Regions from separate parts of the Mus musculus genome. Here all the other regions are linked to region 1. Evidence: chromatin contacts called from public promoter capture Hi-C data. All regions are on one chromosome and are shown on one strand. The core of a region is the stretch at or near the end of the contact, and the rest is flanking DNA. Distances in the headings are between cores, read along the strand shown. Region 1 holds the start of Phlpp1 (PH domain and leucine rich repeat protein phosphatase 1). Region 2 has its middle 19 kb from the start of Vps4b. Region 3 holds the start of Vps4b (vacuolar protein sorting 4B). Region 4 overlaps Vps4b (vacuolar protein sorting 4B). Region 5 overlaps Pign (phosphatidylinositol glycan anchor biosynthesis, class N).

Evidence for each region. Promoter capture Hi-C pulls out the DNA fragments that hold promoters and counts their contacts. Capture Hi-C pulls out chosen DNA fragments and counts their contacts.
Region 2: a contact with region 1 is called in a promoter capture Hi-C map of the HPC-7 cell line, with 5 times the contacts expected there. The contact joins the enhancer-like site here to the promoter of Phlpp1 in region 1. A contact is called at or near these places in 18 of 39 promoter capture datasets (the 3T3-L1 cell line, 3T3-L1-derived adipocytes, the C10 cell line and 12 more), 4 of 484 Hi-C or Micro-C datasets (B cells, CD8 T cells, the HPC-7 cell line and 1 more), 7 of 115 datasets of contacts at active chromatin or transcription factors (the NIH/3T3 cell line, astrocytes, embryonic forebrain and 4 more) and 2 of 9 other capture datasets (adipose tissue and liver).
Region 3: a contact with region 1 is called in a promoter capture Hi-C map of adipose tissue, with 3 times the contacts expected there. The contact joins the promoter of Vps4b here to the promoter of Phlpp1 in region 1. A contact is called at or near these places in 13 of 39 promoter capture datasets (the HPC-7 cell line, HPC-7-derived erythroid cells, cranial neural crest and 9 more), 2 of 15 datasets of contacts at CTCF or cohesin (both in the NIH/3T3 cell line), 21 of 484 Hi-C or Micro-C datasets (B cells, CD4 T cells, CD8 T cells and 10 more), 19 of 115 datasets of contacts at active chromatin or transcription factors (acute myeloid leukemia, astrocytes, cardiomyocytes and 11 more) and 2 of 9 other capture datasets (adipose tissue and liver).
Region 4: a contact with region 1 is called in a promoter capture Hi-C map of liver, with 4 times the contacts expected there. The contact joins the enhancer-like site here to the promoter of Phlpp1 in region 1. A contact is called at or near these places in 17 of 39 promoter capture datasets (the 3T3-L1 cell line, 3T3-L1-derived adipocytes, the C10 cell line and 13 more), 1 of 15 datasets of contacts at CTCF or cohesin (the NIH/3T3 cell line), 8 of 484 Hi-C or Micro-C datasets (the G1E-ER4 cell line, LSK cells, cardiomyocytes and 5 more), 5 of 115 datasets of contacts at active chromatin or transcription factors (the NIH/3T3 cell line, bone marrow-derived macrophages, embryonic stem cells and 2 more) and 2 of 9 other capture datasets (adipose tissue and liver).
Region 5: a contact with region 1 is called in a promoter capture Hi-C map of the C10 cell line. The contact joins the enhancer-like site here to the promoter of Phlpp1 in region 1. A contact is called at or near these places in 5 of 39 promoter capture datasets (the C10 cell line, the HPC-7 cell line, cranial neural crest and 2 more), 1 of 15 datasets of contacts at CTCF or cohesin (the NIH/3T3 cell line) and 3 of 484 Hi-C or Micro-C datasets (cerebellum, erythroblasts and natural killer cells).

What each region holds. Positions count from the first base shown.
Region 1 is chr1:106,170,532-106,173,346 of GRCm38.p6, reverse strand. Phlpp1 (PH domain and leucine rich repeat protein phosphatase 1) reads right to left here and starts at 1,478. Exons shown (of 17, transcript NM_133821.3): 1 at 1-1,478. The coding sequence starts at 1,343. Gm20753 (predicted gene, 20753) reads left to right here and starts at 1,823. Exons shown (of 3, transcript NR_040630.1): 1 at 1,823-2,007.
Region 2 is chr1:106,814,128-106,816,942 of GRCm38.p6, reverse strand. No RefSeq gene overlaps it. Among named protein-coding and RNA genes, the nearest start is that of Vps4b, 19 kb to the right of the region's middle. Within about 2 kb of position 1,437, at least 39 of the 459 cell types and tissues checked have an H3K27ac peak or open chromatin away from gene starts, as enhancers often do. A contact at or near this core is called in the HPC-7 cell line and hematopoietic stem and progenitor cells, where this site is marked.
Region 3 is chr1:106,795,319-106,798,133 of GRCm38.p6, reverse strand. Vps4b (vacuolar protein sorting 4B) reads left to right here and starts at 1,409. Exons shown (of 11, transcript NM_009190.2): 1 at 1,409-1,713. The coding sequence starts at 1,687.
Region 4 is chr1:106,773,722-106,776,536 of GRCm38.p6, reverse strand. It overlaps Vps4b (vacuolar protein sorting 4B), which reads left to right. Exons shown (of 11, transcript NM_009190.2): 10 at 2,390-2,530. Among named protein-coding and RNA genes, the nearest start is that of Kdsr, 15 kb to the right of the region's middle. Within about 2 kb of position 1,391, at least 6 of the 459 cell types and tissues checked have an H3K27ac peak or open chromatin away from gene starts, as enhancers often do. A contact at or near this core is called in liver, where this site is marked.
Region 5 is chr1:105,642,972-105,645,786 of GRCm38.p6, reverse strand. Pign (phosphatidylinositol glycan anchor biosynthesis, class N) reads left to right here. Exons shown (of 31, transcript NM_013784.3): 11 at 1,268-1,308. Among named protein-coding and RNA genes, the nearest start is that of Pign, 19 kb to the left of the region's middle. Within about 2 kb of position 1,481, at least 4 of the 459 cell types and tissues checked have an H3K27ac peak or open chromatin away from gene starts, as enhancers often do.

The sequences.
Region 1 (2,815 bases), core at 229-2,728:
ATCTGCAATGGCTTCTCGTCCGCCTCCAGGCGCCGGGTAGTCTCTCCATGGAGCTGTACATACAGGGAGGGCGGAGATGTCTTTTGCACGGTCTCCCGTATCCTCCCCGAAGTCGACAGAGGAACGTCCGGAGCTGCGGCTGCCATCGCCTTATCGTCTCCGGGACCCTCGCCCGCTATCACGCCAGTGCTGTCTACGCCCGTCGGGGCTTTCGGCTGCAGTAAAGCCGAGGTCTTCGGGGAAGGCGGCCGAGGCTGCGCGGGGCGGCCGGGGCGGTGGGGCATGGCCGGATCAGCCTCTAACTCCTCCGACGACGACGAGGAGCCGCCGCCGCCGCTGCTGTAGGGGTCCAGCCGGTCTGACACGCTCTCGGCGCTGGGGCTCAGGCTGAAGCTCTCGGTGTCAGAGGCCGGGCGCGGGGCGCGGGGAGGGGACCCGGGGCCGCCCGCGAACAGCTCTCCGGGGCTGGAGTCCGAAGGCGCGGGGCTGATGCGGGGTGCACAGCGCGTCCAGGCGCCCCCGGGCAGCGGCAGATCGGCGGGAGGCGCGCGCGCAGGGCCCCGGACAGCACCAACAGTGCCGCTCGAGGGCGGTGGCTCCACGTCCCTTCCGTGCTCTCCGTCCAGGGTCTGATCGCTGGCGGCAGGGGCGGCGGCGGGAGGCGGCCCGTAGCCCAGCACCTTCACCACCCCGCCGCCTTTGTGGCCCAGCTGCAGAAGCCGGGCCGCCACCTCGGCGGCCGTGGTGTCCAGCGTGCAGAGCACTGGGCGCAGGTAGGACGAGGCCATGTGGCGGTCAAAGACGTGCACACAGCCCCGCTGGAGCTGGTGCCTCACCCAGTCCCTGTCCGACGGCTGCAGCTGAAGCAGCTGCCGGTGCTTCAGGAGCAGCGTCTTCCTGTCCAGGCTCCGGGTGCACAGCGACGCCGAGGCCGAGCAGGACGCCGGGAGGCCGCCAGCGGCCGAAGACGCCGAGGACGGCGACGAGGACGACGAGGCGGCGGCGGCGGCCGACAGATTCCTCTTCAGCCGCCCTCTCTTCAGCAGCAGCGAGTTGGCGCCGCCGCCGGCCGCGGGCACCGGAGCGGCCCCACCGGCCGCGGGCTGGGGAGCTCCCCGCCGCCGCCTGCGCCCGGTGCCTCCGGCGCGGCCGGGCAGCGGCCCCGGCGGCGCCTCGCAGGGGGCCTCCTCTCGCGCCGCGCCGCCGTTCCCGCCGCTCGGGGCCGCCGCGCTCAGCGCGGGATCCGGACACCGGCCGCCCTCGGCCGCCGCCGCCGCCAGGGCTTGGTCCTCACCCGTGGGGTCCGCGAGTCGCTGTGCCGGGGCTGCAGCGGCGGGCTCCATCGTAGCGGGGCTTCACGTCGCTCCCCCAGCTCCGGAGGCAGCGGAGGAGGAGGAGGTGAGGCGAAGGTGGGAGACGGCGGCGGCGGCGGCGCGAAGAGAACGGAGACGCCGATGGCGTTCGGCGCGGCCGCTCCAGAGGATTATGTGGCGATCCGGAGCATTCCGTCGGTGTCTCGGTGTTCCATCCCGCGCGCCGCCCGCCCGTTTCGCCGCCACCGCCCCCCCACACACACCCTCCCCGCGGGTCGCGGGCTCCCCAGCGCCAGGCCCCGCCCGCTGCTGGACAGCCTCAGCTCCCGGGAGCTGCGGCCCGAGCTCGCCTCATGAATATTAATGAAGCGCGGGAAGGCGGGCGGTGGCGGGGCGGAGTTGATCATGAATATGCATCGTTAGCATGACGACATTTCTGCGGAGAGCGGGAGGCTGGGGGCGGGGCCTCAGGGTAAACAAACGTGACGCGTGCGTACGGGGGTGGGGCGGAGCTGTTTCCCAGGAGGTTTGTCCTCGCCATAGAGGAGAGGTGGCGAGAGGGGCTCGCGTTGCACAGTGGGGGTTGTAGTTCATCTTCGTGTCGAGGATACCCAGAAGAGACCAACAGCGAACTACAAGGCCCAGATATCATCAAATTCTGCCCACCCTCTCCTCCAGCTTCTGGCCCTTGTTGGTGGGTATTGTGCCCTCTGCCGTTGAACTCTGTGTCCTGTGAACGTTTTTCATTAACTTGATCCTCTCCTGCTTGCCAGATGAGTTTTATTTTCCTGGCTAATTGAAATTGAGAGTTTTTAGGAACTCTAAACTCTAGGTAAGGCCTTTGTATGAGACAAAAATACATACACAGTTCACAGGATCGCTGGCCCCGTCTTCCTGACTTTTTCCGCACTTTTTTCAAGGCCCATGAAAGCTAGCAGTGTTTGCACTCAAATTAAACCCATTTACTCCCTCCCCTATTAGGACAGAAATAGCTAAGGACCTGCTTGGAGCCTTGTATCCCGTTGGTTTTAAGCTTAAAAGAAGCTTAACGACACAAAGCAGTGGACGAAGGAAGAAATATTAAAATGGAGTCATAGTGGGATAGGAGATAGACTTGCTTTCTCTTGGTTCTTTCTGGATTTTTCTTTCCGCACTCGGGGCCGGGTAGAAAGGGTGAATGAGACAAGGTTTCCCAGTCTAGTCTGTTCTCCATACTTCCGTCCACAAACTGCTCACCACCTACGCTCTACCTATGTTGTATGGGTGTTTACTGTTACATTGTATGATCTATAAACATTTTTTTATTGGTTGAACCAAGCTGGTTTAGGGCAATTAACTATTTGAAATAATTTGATAAACGTTGGTCATTGAGTTGCCACTCTCATGATGGCATTGCAGATGTAGACACTAATTAAAAGTCTTTTTCCGGAGTTAGAGGGCTCAGCAGCTAAGAGCGTGGGCTGCTCTTCAAGAAGACCCATATAATAGCTCACCCTGAAGAC
Region 2 (2,815 bases), core at 188-2,687, 640 kb before region 1:
TGCACCTGCACTCCGCGAGCTGAGTCCCTGAGCCCCAGGGCTCATGAGAGCCTCTGAAACTACAGATGCATCCCATCCCACCACACCCGGCTGTTGTTTAGCCTCTCGTGTCTATGTTTTCCTTACCACGCTACCTATCTCTAAAATGGCTTGGTATTTTAAATCGGTCCCTCAAAGCCAAACGTAATTACGGTACTCGAGACCATTGTGCATGGTGGAGATGTGTTTTGGCGTTTATGCTTGACTCCTGGGGAACAGAATAGGAATGAAAGTCTTGGTGATTTCGAAGTGAGACCCAAGGACAGTCTCACTTCAGTGCTTTCAAATTTACTCTTATCTTAAAACAAGATCAGTGATTCCTGCTTTATAAGGTTGCTGCAAAGATGAGAGGCAGTTGGTTGGGTTTGTGGCTGTAATGGATGCTCAGTGAATGGGGGTGGGGACGTTCCACCATTACTTTTACCTCTTTGAAACACTTAATAGCAAGAAATAGCATTTTGTTCCTAACAGAAAAATGAAAACAACTTTACAGCTATGGGCCTAGGGCAGTGATTCTCAACCTTCCTAATGTTGTGACCCTTTAATACCGTCCCTCTGGTTGTGGGGACCCCCACCCATCATATCATTTCATTAGTGCTTCGTAACTGTAATGTTCCTACTGCTACGGATCGTCATGTAAAATTCTGATATGCATGCTGCCTGCTATGAGAACCCCTGGGGGGTCGGGACCCACAGGCTGAGAACCAGCACATCAGTGTGTCTACCACAGCATAGAACCTTCTCTGATAGAGACTGTTGAGCATAAAAGTTTAGGGAGACTTACTCCTGGCCTCTGTTGGAAGAGCTTTGTACTGGCTAGTTTTGTGTCAACTTGACCCATCTGGAGTTATCACAGAGAAAGGAGCTTCAGTTGAGGAAATGCCTCCATGAGATACAACTGTAAGGCATTTTCTCAATTAGTGATCAAGGGGGAAAGGCCCCTGTGGGTGGGACCATCTCTGGGCTGGTAGTCTTGGGTCTATAAGAGAGCAGGCTGAGCAAGCCAGGGGAAGCAAGCCAGTAATGAACATCCCTCCATGGCCTCTGCATCAGCTCCTGCTTCCTGACCTGCTTGAGTTCCAGTCCTGACTTCCTTGGTGATGAACAGCAGTATGGAAGTGTAAGCCGAATAAACCCTTTCCTCCCCAACTTGCTTCTTGGTCATGATGTTTGTGCAGGAATAGAAACCCTGACTAAGACAAGCTTTATTTTACTCAGGTACATGGAACGATGCCTTTGTGGTGTATTGCAGTTAGACCTTGCAGTTATTTCCGACATGTAACACCCATGGGTCCCACGGGTCTTTAGGTCAGTTCCCACAGGCTCTGAGCTAGAGCTATGCTGCTGACTGAATGGGGCTTCTTCAGCTCAGGACTTTCTTCTGTCATAGTTTAGGTTCCTCTTTGTCATCGTGATCCCTGCAGAGCAGGGTCTTAATGCTCTGGGCTTCTGCATTTTTACCGCACTGTGGATTCTGTTGGATGTTTCCTCTTTCTTTTAGTAAAACAGAATAGCACGCATGTGTGTGCCATCTCTTGGTCTCCCAGTTAACAGCACAATTCTCTGAAAATTGTAAAGCTTCCATATTTTGCCAGCGGGGTTTGCTTCTGGGGCTGACTTCTAGCTAAGTGATTTACCCCTCATCAAGCACAGTTCACTCGCTGGTTTGGGAACTAGAATTTCCTGTTGACACTTGCAAGTGGGTGAACCTTTCTAAGAATCTTGTCTTATCACTTTCCCTAAAACCTCCATATCCACGCACTAGTCCTGTTCTCAGAGTTCGTAACCCATTCCTATTGAAAGAAGCCAGCATTGTGCAATAGTGTGTGACAAGAGTGAGCAGTGGTCCAGTGACTCGTGCAGGGATGGGCTGGCTACTCAGAGGAACCAAATCCTGAGCTGCCTTCTCAACAGGAGGGAAGATTCTGCTCTTGCTGAGGCCAAAAGAAAACTGAGTTTTCACATTGCAGCTGAGTTTCGAGGTGGTGTGTCCTTCCAAGCAGACCCCTTCTAATGCTCTAAGAAAGGCTTTGAGCTGTCTAACTGAAGTCTGGATTCAAACCTAGAACTTGAGAATTCTAAGCCTAGAGATAGCCATGTCCTCCACTCCACAGTGAGCAGGCATAGCATATAAAATCACATCACCATTATTTCTAAGATGTAATTGTATTATAATGCCCATGGGTTACATGATCTGTGTACAATGCCCCTCTTTTTTGTTTGAGAAATTTAGAAGGAGCTTGGAGGGTTACATGGCTCTCACGTAATAATCAACCCAGTATACATCTCTTGATTGACATGTTGGCTGCTTGGATCAATTACATGATACTTTACACTCTGTGGTCTTTGAAGAGATCTGGCTTATGAATAAGCTAATGTCTCCATGCCCCTCCAAAGTATATCTCTTGACCTAGATCTGCCATTTTGGGAGCTCTTATGATATCCATTTTCTAGTGTTTCTTACTTGTTCCTGGCACAGAAAAACTGCTTTGTGCTGGGGTAGTTCTTCCCTTAGTAGGGATAGTATACTTTCTCCTTTAAGAGGCAACTTGAACCTTTTGCTTCTAAAAAGCCCCACCATTTAAAAGATAGGCCCACAAACATGAGAACTGAGCACTGCTGTGCTTTTATGCCTTTGTGAATAATGTGGCCTGGCTGTGTGTTTAATAACTATGGATGCCTTGTCAGAGTAATATATAGAAAAAGTTTGTGGTTAACTCTAGAAGCCTGTGTGTGTGTGTGTGTGTGTGTGTGTGTGTGTGTGTGTCTTTGTGTA
Region 3 (2,815 bases), core at 160-2,659, 620 kb before region 1:
TATTGAAAAGTTTTTCCATATGATATATCCTGATTATGATTTCTCATTCCCCAACTCCTCCCAGGTCCCTTCCACATTCCCACCCATCCACCTTCATGTTCTGCTTTCTCTCTCTTTAGAAAGCAAACAGGAAGAAAAAGAACCCAAAGAAACACATGCACACAAAAATTACATTAAAGCACAAAATTAGAAACTACAACATACAGGAAAAAGACAAGGTAGAAAAGAATGTTCAAAGTATGAGACAAAAAGTCTACAAAAATACCTTTGAGTTTGTTTGTGTCGGCCTAGGACCTGTCCTTAAGCGTGGTTTATATACCCGTTAAGGTTTCATTGGAGAAAATTAATTTTTCCTTTGCAAGTGAGTGTCATTGCAGATAGTTTCTTGGTTAGGGTGGGAGCGCTCATCCACTTCCCCCTTTCGGTGCTGGGACCCCATCTGACTTGAACTCTGCTCTTCAGTCCTTTTGTGACTCTGCTTCCTTGGAGTCCTCCAAACTCCTCTGGCTCTTAGTCTTTCCTCCTCTTCTAGATTTCTTTGCTCTGGGGTGGAGGGATGAAGATAGCCCATTAGGTCTCTCACTGAACACTGACTGTTCAGTTCCGGGTCTCTGGTTAGTTCCCATATACTACAAGAGGAAACTCCTTTGATGATTGGAGAGTGAATCACTGATCTATGGGTGTAGCAGAATGTTGTTGGGAGTCATTTTTATTGCTGTGTGTGTTTTTTTTTAATCAGAACAACAGTATGTGGTTTTCTCCTAAGACCATGATTATCCAGTCTAAAGTTCATGGCTACCCAAGCAGTTTTGTTCCATCCCATAGCTGGGTCTTATATCCAACCAGAGAGTGGCTGGCTATTCTTACATTTGTGCCAGTATTGAGCCAGCCTATCTGCAAGCAGCTCACCACTGTAGGTCCCACGGTTTGTAGCTGGGTGATGGTTACCTTTCTCCTCTGGTTCTGTGCAAAGTACCTCCCAGTACCGTAAACACTAGACAGTAGGGGTGAAGGCTCCATTTACATTTTACCATTTTATATACACAATAGGTATTTTATTGTGCTGGAATATAAGGAGCAGATAGCAATAATTTCGAAAAGAAAACCTTAGTTTGAAACGCTTGCACAAGAGTTGCAAAAAGAATTTTCGAATTCCAACGTACTTGTCATCCAGCTTTCTCTTAATAGCATCTGAAATGACTGTACTATTGCTTACTAAAACTAAAATGTTAATGTCCGATACATTAGCTGAGCTACACACTTTTGTCACACTTTTATGTTTTAACAACTGACGTCCCTCTCCAGCACCAGACTTCACTCCAGAATCCCCCACATGCCTTTAGGCTGACTTCCGCATCTCGGCTTCCTGTTCTCATTTCGCGAGAGTTCATTTGTGGCGAAACGCATCCTGGGTGACTGGTTAGCGCGTGTGCGGATGACGAAGCGGAAGTGCCCGGGCCAGAGGCGGGACCAGAGCCCTAAGGGGCTCGAAATTACGGAAGTTTTGTGCGGAGGGTCGGGTGGCTGCTGGAGTTCCTGCTGGATTTACGGCTCCGGAGCTGGGGCTGCCGCTGGGGGGGTCTCAGAGCCGCCAGCCTCCGCACGGTTTGCGGTGGTGACCCGGGCGCGACTCGACGGCGCTGCTGCGGGCCTTGTCTGTAGTAGGGGACCCCTCGGATCTCCACCATGGCGTCCACGAACACCAACCTGCAGGTACCGCGGTCCTTCTGGGCTCCTCTGGGCCCCTCTGGAGAGCCGGAGCCCGCGGGGAAGGAGTGGGGGCGGGGGACTGAGAAGCGGCCGCGCCCCTGTCCCCGGCGGAGGAGGGCGGGCCCGCGCAGACGGGACCCGGGCGAAGGGGCGCTTCCCAGCGGGGCCGGCCTTGGCATCGCCTCAGCCTCAAGGTCTGTGGGACTCTTGGTTTGCTTGTGAGATTGGAAAACAAAACAGCGGAGTTTGGGCCGAACTGGGCCGATCTCTCCAACCAGGAAGATCTCCAGTCTGTCCACCAAGAAGAAAGGAAAAGGGTTTTTTTTTTTGTTTGTTTGTTTTTGTTATTGTTTTTCCCAAAGCAGTACTCCGGACCAGTTTAGAATAAGGTTTGCCTTCTCAGTTCCTTACGCTGATAAACAAAGACGTCCAGGTATCCGGTGAATAGGCCAAGAACCTTAGGTTAGAGCGAGCCTGTTGGCACCATCCCCATGAATTCATTAAGAGTATGTTCTCCCGAATTACTGAATTTAAGATCAGGGAGTATTTTAATCTGTATCTTCACTTTCCCGCCCTCATCGCAAAACAAAAACAAAAAGTGTTTTCTAGGTACATTTCGGATTCCTAAGATAATGTTAGAAAGGGGTTATTGCTGCTTCGTGGAACGGTGTGCATTGGCAAATGTTTGTAACGCCGTCTCCCATCATCCTTGGTTCGTCCATGGGGTCCAGAAGAATAACCAAGACTTCTAGCCAAATAGGTTGGTTAGTTTCTTACCAAGGAGTAGGACAAAGTACCCTTAAATATTGGTCTTCTGGTAGTCAAATAGGTATTTGTTCAGTGTCTGATATAAGTAACAATGATAATGTAAACATATTTCCTTAACGTAGGATAATTGATTCTGAAGAAATTCCACCCAAAGGAAGGGCATTTGAATAGGGATCACTCCACACCAAGACGGGGAGTAGAGGTTTGTCTAGTGGGTCTTATCCTGAAACTCAACCTAAAAGATTATGAATGATTGCTCTCTTTTATAAAGTCTAAATGCAGCCATGGCTCATTTTTAAGAATTAAGAGTAAGTTCACTATTAATCTGTATGTATAT
Region 4 (2,815 bases), core at 142-2,641, 600 kb before region 1:
TAACGTGTAGTGCTTTTGTACAGTAGCAGCTTGTTAGAGAGAAATGTGGTTCAGGATTAAATATATGCCATAGCCATCATATTTTCTTTTTAATTCCCTTTGCACTTAGAAAATAAATTCTTAGGACCTTAGACTTTTCTTACCTAGAATTTGTCACTCATTTCTACATTTTGGTACCAGGGACCTCATATGTGAACATGAAGCCAGGTCTTAATATCATAAAGGCTAAAGCAAGCATAATTTTTAAAAACCATAATTAGTAATGTATCTTAATTGTACAGATTAGTGGCTTCACTGTGATATCTGCATCACACATGGATAGTGTTCTTTATAATCTAATTAGCTTTAACACTAGGGTTTTGGATCACCATCTGCAGTAGATATTCCCATGTTTCCATCCTTCCACTTTTGAAACTGTTACAACTAAAAGAACAGACGTATTTGCCTGTTTATTTCAGTTATCTAACATAGTAAGTCTGAGCCCAGAGTCAGTCAGGATGTAATCAGCCAAAAACAAAGACAAAAATCCCTGGTCTCATGCAGTTGAGAAAAAAATATAGATATAAACTTAAGTGTGAGTGTGTACACAGTAGGTTTGTACACAGTTAAGGAAGCCAGGGTATATTTTACACCTATTCAGTCTTGAAATAAAGGTGATCATCATGAAATAGACTTGAAAGCAACCACCTAAATAAATATATGCTACTTTGTAACAAAGGGTTGTTTTCTAGATATTGCTAAAATCTTGCTTTAACTAAGTTACATTTCATGAAATCACATAGACATTATTAAGCATGTAATTTTATTTCTGTCCTAGTTTTATATTGCTGTGATGAAACAATATAACCAAAAGCAGTCTGGGGAGGACAGGGTTTGTTTATTTGGCTTACAGGCTGATGATACTCCATGGTAAAGAGAAGTCAGAGCAGGAACCTAGAAACAGAAACTGATGCAGAGACATGGAGGAGTGCTGCTCAGTGGCACTCCTTTCTAGAAACACAGGACATCCAGTACAGAGGTGATATCACCCACAGTGGGCTGGATCTCCCCACGCAAGTCATAATCAAGAAAGGATCCATGGACTTGCCTGTAGGCCATCTGATAAAAGCATTTTTCTCAATAGAGATCCCTTCTTCACACATGATTCTCCCTCCTGTCAAGTTGACAAAAAGCCAACTAGCATAGTATGTATATGTCTTCTTAGTTTCTTTTCTATGCTCTGAAGAGACACCATGACCAAGGCCAAGACAGCTTATAAAAGAAAACGTTTAACTGAAAGCTTGCTTGTATTTTTTAGATGGTAATTCCATGACCATCATGGTAGGTAGCATGGCAGGAGGCAGACAGGCACGGCACTGGAGCAGTAACTGAGAGCTTACTTTTTTTTATTGGCAAGTGTCAGGCAGAGAGAGTGTGACCTGGGCTTTTGAAACCTCCAAGTCAAAGCTCAATGACACACTTTTCCAACAAGGCCATACCTCCTAATCCTTCCTAAGCCCTCGGCCACCTGGAGACCAAACCTTCAAATGTGTGAGACTGTGGGAGCCGTCCTCATTTAAACCAGCACACATGGGATTCTCAAGTTTTTGTTAAGAGAGAGACCTAAAGATTGAGTAATTTAAGACTAATCCTACACAATATCTCAAGCTTTCTTTCAGGCATGGAAAAGAGCAACTTGGGAGAGTTTTGTAATGTTTGTTTTGATCTATAATGTAACTACCACTTAATAAGCATTACAGGAAGAATAGGGTAGCTAGAAGGAGCTGTTTCTTTTTCAAAACTTTTCTTTTTAACCCTAGTTTATTTTTCCTTATATATTCTATTTTTCCTAGAGTAAATATTTTAAATACAATCTAAAAATTAATGTATTTTGCCGAAGACTATCCCCTTTTTGGGTTTCCTATCTGCATGGAATGGGTCTCTAGTTGCAGGTGGACAAGGAGTCAGTGAATGAATGACAAACAGAAGCGACACACGAGATTCTGTAGAATCTGAATGCAATTTGACAAATCAAGCATCAGACTTTTTATACAGAAAATAGGGAAGTTAGGTGACATATCGGCCAGGTACAAATGAGATTACCGGATTCTTATACAAAACAGAGGAATGCAAACATGGAAGGACTGGCAAGAACCAACTGGGATAAAATTCAGTGTTTAACAACTGGGATCAAAAACAGTTCCACCTAAGGTCCACTTAATCTTAGAAGCCAGGGTCAAGGGTCGTTTCCATGAACTTTTCGCCTTGGAACGGTGCCCAGGTTTTGGGGGCCTGTCGCGCTTGTCACTGCTGGAGTGGATGTAGCAATATTTTTAACTTTTCTGATAGTGACCGGAATCTTAATTCTTATTTCATTTACTCAGATGAAATCAAGTCACTATCATTACAGGTTCGAGGACCCTCAAGAGCTGATCCTAACTGCATTGTAAATGACCTGCTGACACCCTGCTCTCCGGGAGACCCTGGGGCTATTGAAATGACATGGATGGATGTTCCTGGAGATAAACTCTTGGAGCCAGTTGTTTCCATGGTGGGACATTTTAAAATTTTATACACTTATATGTCATTTCGTTTCTATAGCACTAGAGAATGTTATGATCAAGCTCATGTATTTAATACTTGAAGAGAATTGTAAGTATTAATTTTGTTTACATGTAAAAATAGTTATCTAAAGGTGTGAGACTTGTGTTAATGAAAAGGTTGTATTTTGAAAGCACAATTTGCTCTGACTTAAGTCATCCACAAAATTCTCACATATATTGCACAAAATATTGTTAGGGCTTAATTAAAATATGAGTTTTGTCCTGAATCGCAC
Region 5 (2,815 bases), core at 232-2,731, 530 kb after region 1:
CTTGAACATGAGCTTTGTAGAGGATGACATTGCATCACAATGGCCTGTTCATAGCACTATTCATGCCATGGAAACCCTTGTCTAGTAGATTAAAACTATTATAAACAAAATTTATTTGTTATGAGTAAGTGCTGTATTAGTTACTTTGAATTGATATAATAAACCTCATGACTAAAAGCAGTGTGGGAAGGACTTTGACATAAGATCTGATACCCTGAATCTAGTAGAAGGTAGGAAATATGTTTGAACTATAGGCACAGGGAAGGAATTTCTGAACAAGAATCCAGTAATGGAAGTATTAAGACCAACAACTGATAAATGGGACCACATGAAAATAAAAACATCTGTACAGTAAAGGACACCATCATTTGGATAAAGAAGCAGCTTACAGAATGGAAAAAAATCTTTACCAAATGCATATCTGACAGGGAGTTAGTAACTAGATTATGTAAAGAACTCAAAAACTAAAGAACAAGAAAAACAAAGATTGGGGCATAGAACAGAAAGTTCTCAAAAAATGAAATACAAATAGCTGAGAGATAATTAATTTTTTAATATTCTAATATTTAGCCATTAGGGAAATGCAAATCAAAGTTACTTAGCACCTTAGCTTAGTCAGAAGTATTAATCCCCAAAAGACAAATGACAACAAATGCTGATGGAGGATATGGGGAAAGGACAGACTCACAGCTGGTTATTCACTTACTCCCTGCTGGCGTGCAAACTGGTACAACCAACCACTCTGGAAATCAGCGTGAGGTTTCTCAAAAAGGTAGGAATAGAACTGCCCCATGAAGGAATTTTAATAGTAATTTCATATACCACTTTTAAAATGTTGTGTTAATGATCCTAGGAGCCTCACAGCTATAGATGTAACTATTTTGCTAACAGATGTCCACCCAGAGAAAGGGAGGGAGGGCTGTTGGCTGTTGTGCTGTGTGTTACTTACTAAGTAGCTGATACTACAGTGAATAGTAGCCTTGCTGACAGTTGCCATTAGGCTTGTATTTCCCTTTTTGTTTCCTTGGATGTTTTGGGTATTATGTCTCCTGAACATTTAAAAAAATGTTAAAAGCTTAATAAAACACAGAAAACACTAAAGAGTTATTTTTATTCCTCTGCTATTTTAACATCTCTCCTTTTTTTTTTTATATGTTTGGTTGAGAGAGAGGTTTCCAATACATGTGGAGTGTCCAGCACTCCTGAAAATAAGACAGTTTGTTCTTCTTAAAAATCTTAACATCATATTTATGTCTCTTTCATTCAGAATGGAGATTGGAAAACTGGAAAAGGAGAGATGTCAATCAGGTATCCTTTTAAATTTAATTATGTTATTTTCTATAAGAAATTTAGAGAAAAAGTGGCAGTAATAATAATAGCAAAATATTTTCGAACATTCCTTTTATGGAGACTACTTCTAATTCGAGTGCTTTGGCCTGACTAATCTTGTGCCAATTAAAACAAACAACAACAAGTACCAGGTGGGTTGTTGAGATGGTCAAGTGGGTAAAGTGCTTGCCACATAAGCTTGACTGAGTTCAATGCCCCAGAGTCCCAAAGTTTGCAGAAATGAACTGAGTAGCATGCTGTGCTCTGATCTCTACATGCATGCTGTGGCATGCCTGCTCCCCTCCCATTCTCCATCTTCCGCACAATAAGAAATAAACAATTTTTAAAACCATCAATTGAAACTAAAGCCCCCTCCCTGGGGGCTCCGGTCCTCAAGCATTCTTACTATAAAAAAAAGACCTGAATGCAAATCCTAGCACCCAATAAAGTCTGCAAGGCTTCATGTGCCTCTAACCTTAGTGTTGGAAGGTGAAGACCAATAGGTTCCAGGAGCGTGCTGAACTGTCAGCCTGTTTAGTAGACTAAGTCTCTAGTTAAGTGAGTAACCCCGTCTCAAAATATAAGATGGAGAACAATAGAAGACCCCTACCCCAACATCCTCCTCTGACTTCCTCTGGCCTATGCATGCATGCATTCTGCCAAACACAAGTGTGTACCCCAAACCTTCTACCTGAAAGGCTCCTTCCACATACTAGTCAGGACTTGTTCTATTAAGTCTAAACTTAAAATCTTATTAAATTTCTTTGACTGTAATGGTTGCTGTCTCCATCAGAGTTTCTATTCCTGCACAAAACGTCATGACCAAGATGCAAGTTGGGGAGGAAAGGGTTTATTCAGCTTACACTTCCACATTGCTCTTCATCACTGAAGGAAGTCAGGACTGGAACTCAAGCAGGCCAGGAAGCAGGAGCTGTTGCAGACGCCATGGAGGGATGTTTCTCACTGGCTTGCTCAGCTTGCTCTCTTATAGAACCCAAGACTACCAGCCCAGAAATAGTACCACCCACAAGGGATACTCCCTCCTTGATCAATAATTGGAAAAATGCCCCACAGCTGGATCTCATAGAGGCACTTCCCCAACTGCAGCTCTTTTCTTTATGATAACTCCAGCCTGTGGCAAGTTGACACACAAAACCAGCCAGTACAGTTGCATTGCTTACATTAAACAGAAGTACATTAACATTCCTCTTAGGAGTTTCTTTCCTTGCTCTCAGTTACTGTTCGTCTTGTTAATAGATACTTCGCTTTTCACTGTATTTTAACCTAATAATCACCCTTAATAATGCAATGGAAAAGTATGACAAGAGTTTAGATTACTTAGCTACAGACCTTTTGTTAAGAGGAGAGTATGTGTGTAACTTAAGAAAGCGAGACTGGGCAGTGGTGACTCATACCTTTAATCCCAGTACTCAGGAGGCAGAGGTAGGCATATCTCTTTCAATTTGAAGCTAGCCTGGTCTACAGG